Linked DNA regions of Ovis aries: region 2 is linked to region 1. A link is a contact called in public Hi-C data. All regions are on one chromosome and are shown on one strand. The core of a region is the stretch at or near the end of the contact, and the rest is flanking DNA. Distances in the headings are between cores, read along the strand shown. Region 1 has its middle 15 kb from the start of ERCC6L. Region 2 holds the start of CITED1 (Cbp/p300 interacting transactivator with Glu/Asp rich carboxy-terminal domain 1).

Region 1 (2,520 bases), core at 6-2,505:
TAATCTTTTTAAAAAATATAAACCAGATCACATCACGCCTTTGCTTAAGACCTTTCCGTGAGTTCACAATGCACTGAAAAAAATGAACCAAACTCCTTACTGTGGCTGTAAGTCCCTAGTGACCTGGCTGGTCCAAATCTCATCCTGTTTGTTCAGTTTGCCTTAACCACATTGGCTTTATTTCTCTTCTTTGAACCACCAAGCCCATTTCCACAATCTTTGCATTTGCTATTCCCTCTGCCAGGAACACTTTCCCCTAAAATCTTAGTATGGCTGGCTCCACCTTATCATTCAGATCTCAGCCACCTCTCCCTCAAGACCTTCCTGTTTATATTCTTTGCAGCCCTTACTATTATTTAAAATTATTTCCTTTTTATTTACTTCTATATCATCTGTTCCTCCTCTAGAACATTAGCTGCATATTTGGATCTTCAATACCTGCAATAGTTCTGGTGCATAGTAGGTGCTTAAAAAATGTTTGGAATGAATGAATAGTTCAATAGTACTTTCTTGTTTTCAAAGCTTTGTCCTGGTCAGGATCTCAGATTTAGAGAGAGAGAAGAGGCTATTGCAGAAGGAAGGCCTTCTTGCTTTTCATCTCAAAACTGATTTTTAAAGGACTTTTAAGGTCTGCATCTATCCAAACAATTAGCAAAAGTGGTATCTGGTATCTATTCACTAATTAAGGCTCTCCTTTGGAACACTCGGGAGCTTCCTTTGAATTATCGCGTGTCATTGCAGGCAATAAAACGGCCTTTCTTTGTCAATATGCTTCAAAGTTGTCACTAATTCCAGCTGGCCTCGTCCCAGCCCAACTGAATGACTGAAAGGCAGAGTAAATACAATTTAATCAGCGGCTCGGCCCCCGCGGGATGAGCTGGCGGTGTCTCTGTGGGCCGCATCACTAAAAGGTGTTCCAGGGCCGTGATTTTTGCACTGAGTAAAGGCTGGCCAGCAGGGCCCCTGCTCCTGAGGCGGCGGGGGAATATGGCAGGCGCTGGTTGAGGGGGGGGGGAGTCGCAGAAAGGCAGGGAGAAACAAATGGGAAAGGAGACCATTCCACGCAGAATAGTCATTGTTCTCATAACTAGCCTGCGATTTACACTTTTACAGATTGCTTCAACCATTATCTGGTTTCTGCCCCACAACAGCCCGCATGCGGGTCAGCATAGCATCCGGCGGGAGTTACCGGGAAACGGAGGCTGGGCTGGGAGGGCCTCTGTGGCAGGGAGCCCTACCCGCCGCCCGGAACCCGGCAGCGCCGGGGCCGTTGCTATGGCGTTTCTGGAGTGCCACAAGTGCCCAGGAAGCATACAAATCGACCTGCGTGGGACACAGCCCTGTGCAAAACAACTTCCAATTTACTCGCAATGATTACCATCCTCAGATAATCGCCTGTACCCGGGCGGGCGAGGAGGGCTTGGCTGGGGGAAGGAAAGGGGCAACGGAGGGAGGGAGGTCGAGCAGAGGCGATCGAGGCTGGGGTTTCAAGGAGGAGTGGGGAAAACAGGGCGTCTTCCTGCATTCGGTACTGAGTCCTGTGGAGGACTCAGTCCTGTGCCCTTTGAAGAAAAACACACAGCCTAACAGTTTCAAGTTGTTTTTTGCGGGGAGGCGGACATGGGATGGGGCGGGGAAGAAAACCTTATTGAGGACTATAGCCTGAGAGTCAACCTCTCACATAGCTCTCAGGAACTGCTCCTAAGGAGAAGTCAGGACACACAGGAATTTTTTTTTTCCCTGAGAAATAGGTAATGTCAAGCATGCATCTTGGGAATGTATGGGCTTCCCTGGTGGCTCAGAGGATAAAGCCTCTGCCTGCAATGCAGGAGACCCAGGTTCAATCCCTGGGTTGGGAAGATACCCTGGAGAAGGAAATGGCAACCCACTCCAGTATTCTTGCCTGGAGAATCCAATGGACAGAGGTGACTGAGTGACTTCAGTCCACATCTTGGGAAAAGTTACTGCTAGTCATGAGGATCAGATATCTCAGTTAATTGTTTTAGTGATCTTTCTACTTCTGAGAAGATGCAGGAGTCCTAGGTCACTGAAATTCTTCCTTAGATATGCATCTTAACTATCTAAGGCCAGTCAATCTCCAAAGCAAGGGAATGTTTTCTGTTTTTCTCCATCTGAATTCCCCTCAGGGTGCACCATGTCAGGCGGCCTTGGGGGTGGGATGGGGAGGCTGCAGGGCTTGATGGCGGCAACATTTTATGTTTACTGGAATGGCAGGCCAACATTCTTTGTCCATACCTCTTTGGTTCTGGAAGCATACCTCTTTGGTTCAGCATTCTGGATGGATCGTATCAAGGCATTTTGTTCAATACGTACTGGGAACCTTTGGTGAAAGTTGCTTTGCCTGGCATTGGGGATGCAAAGGCCAGTCTGTGGTGGAGCATGTCACAGACTCCTGGGAGACACACAAAAGACAAGGGCCATCATTCATTCAACATGTTTATTAAGCACGAAGCATTGTGCTGAAGATACAGCAGTGAACAAAACACAAAAAATCTGTGC
Region 2 (2,520 bases), core at 14-2,513, 69 kb after region 1:
GTCCTGAGCTCGCTGAGGCTGGGACTCCGTGAGCGGCCCAGCCCAGCCACTGGCATTTATAGGCAGAGGGGTGTGTGCGTGTGGGGGCGTGTGTGTGGGCGTGAGTGTGGGGGAGAGCAGAGGTCGACTGGGCAGTAAAGGCAAGTTGCCCGAATTCGCTAACTTCCATCCCTCAATTCCGCTGAACTCGGCCCGAAAAGCCCCTCTCGCCTTCAGCCCCTGAAGGAAACCTGAGCTTTGTGCAGCCCTAGAGTCGGAGCGTCCAGATGCGGTCCGGGTGATTAGCAAAGTCGGTGGAAGCCAAGCTGGAGAAAGCGCGGGCGCGGGGAGAAAAGGTGCTGCTGTCTCCGGGGGAGAAGCGGGCGCTCGGCCCGGCTGGCCGGCAGACGGGCGCGCTGGCGAGCGAACCGGCACGCTGGCTGGAGGGCGGGCGGGTGGCGGCCCCTCCGCTCCCAGCAGAGCAGCTTCCAAACAGAAAATAAGTCCCCCAGAGCCCCACAGCCAGCCCGGCCCCCGCTCGCTCCCCGCGCCCCCTCAGCTGGAGTCCCCGGCCCCGCCGCCCAGCCCAGCGCCCTGCCGGGCGGCCCGGCTTACCTCCGCGAAGCCGCCTGCCCTGGAGAGAGGGAAGCGCGGAGCCCGGTGAGCCGCGGGCACAGCGGCGGAGCCCCCAGCCCCTAGCACGCACGCCGCCACCGCCGCCGCGAGCCGGTCGCGCTCAGTGCCACCCGACCCCGGGGCGCCTGGGAAAAGCCCGCACCGCCACGCCGCGCCGCGCCGCCGCCGCACCGCACCGTGCCGCGCCAAGCAGCCCCAGCCAGCGCCCGTGCCCGCCCGCCTGCCCGCCCGCAGCTTCGGCGCCTGACTCCGGGGCGGCGGCGGCCACCGCGCTCCCTTCCCGGCGCGAGGGAACCGGCTCTCAAGCCCCCATTGCTGCCCGGAGAGCCCTGACGCACACGCACACAGCAGCAGGCTGGCCTCGGCTAGGAATCCCAGGAAGGACAGACCCTTTCCCCCCCTTTTCTGTCTCCCCCCAATTTCCACGTCTTTATAACCGGCTCAGGGCATTATTAGCACATGTCCTGGCTCGTGGGCGAGTTGGTGGCAAAATCTGAACTGGATACTCACCCAAGGGCCAGAGCGGGTGCTGCGCCTTCTTCAGCCCTTTTTTTCCCCCTTGCCAGAAACTACCCCTCGCCGGCTGTCTGTGGGCGGGCAGCCGGGCGGAGCGAGCCTCCTCTCGGCAGCTCAGCGGTGCCCCTTCTGCAGCTATGCCGCTGGGACCATTTTATAGCGGCGGCTGGCGTGTGTGGCCCTTTAAAGGCGCTCGAGCTGGTGCAGTCACAGCGGATCGTGTGAAAGCGAAGGGCCGGCTGGGGAACGGAGTCCGAGCGGCCCCGCGGGTCCGCCGGCGCTGGGGACCGGTCACGGCTCGCGGGGTGCAGCTGGCGGGCCCAGGCCGTGGTCGCCCCGAGCCCCGAGCCCCCGGCCGACGCCTGCTTTTCTAAAGCAGGAGGGGGCCCGGGCCTGGGGCACGATCTCTCCCCACCGCCCTGCATGGACTTGCCCAATAAATTGCACTTAGTAATTTCGCTGAGGCGAGGGAGAGCTGTTAGTGTCTGTTTTCTGACCTATATATAGAGGGTGGTCAGAGCGGGCTTCAGGGGGTTTGAAAGGAGAGTTATGGGCTCAGGAAATGACCCGGGGGATGGGGACACACACACACGGGACGGGGCCCAAGGGGCACAATTTGGGTTTTGTGCAGGGCTTTCTAGGAGCCTGTCTGCCCGCTTTGGGCTGCACCATATCCCTGGTTGAAGGGCTGAGGCTGAGGGGTCCCTTTCCCCTTAAAGTCGCCAGATTCCAGACAGAGCTTCATGGAAGCTGGCTGGCAGCAGTGATTTATTTTCCTCGAAGATCTGAGCTGGGATCAGTTTCAAGGGATTCTCTCCTGTGGGCTGAAGGAGGCTGGCAGGTTGCTTCGTGGCGATGGGTCAAGGATCGTGGGGCCAGGTACAGCTCACAAGGCACAGCCAAAAGGCCCAGAATGGAACAGAGTAGGAAGAGCTTGCCTGGGGGCTCGCAGGGATTCCTCTTGCCTTCCCAGTATGCCAGGTTACTTTATGATCATTATATAATCATTCCCAAGTAAAAAGAATAACATTTTCTATTAGGATCACATCTTTCTTGGGTTGGGATGTTATCTTACAAATCTTTTCGTTTAGGAGGTTCCAGTCTTCTTCATTTTAGTTCGTGCTTCTCTCGCCTCCTCCAGGAAGGCTACCAGGATTATTACCCTTCTAACCGAACTCCCCCCTCCCCTTTTTGGCCCCTTTCAGCAACAACTACTCCATTTACAGTGTTTATAAAACATGCTCCTTTTTACAAGTCCTGATGTTAAGAAAAAAGTGGGGAGGGAATGTCATGAAGTCGTTTTCACTATGTATGTGTTCTGTCTTCTTAATTGGATTTGAAGACCTAAAGGTCTTTTCCTTTCCTTTTCTTTCTTATTCTTTTTTTTTT

Evidence for each region. Hi-C and Micro-C count contacts between places; a contact is called where the count stands out from the background.
Region 2: a Hi-C map of hypothalamus shows a contact between it and region 1, with 4 times the contacts expected there. The contact joins the promoter of CITED1 here to the enhancer-like site in region 1. A contact is called at or near these places in 2 of 16 Hi-C or Micro-C datasets (hypothalamus and tail adipose tissue).

What each region holds. Positions count from the first base shown.
Region 1 is chrX:64,829,731-64,832,250 of ARS-UI_Ramb_v3.0, forward strand. No RefSeq gene overlaps it. Among named protein-coding and RNA genes, the nearest start is that of ERCC6L, 15 kb to the left of the region's middle. Within about 2 kb of position 1,256, at least 6 of the 54 cell types and tissues checked have an H3K27ac peak or open chromatin away from gene starts, as enhancers often do. A contact at or near this core is called in hypothalamus, where this site is marked.
Region 2 is chrX:64,899,142-64,901,661 of ARS-UI_Ramb_v3.0, forward strand. CITED1 (Cbp/p300 interacting transactivator with Glu/Asp rich carboxy-terminal domain 1) reads right to left here and starts at 1,264. Exons shown (of 3, transcript XM_004022187.6): 1 at 1,126-1,264. It overlaps LOC121818200 (a long non-coding RNA gene), which reads left to right and starts at 134. Exons shown (of 3, transcript XR_009598891.1): 1 at 134-335.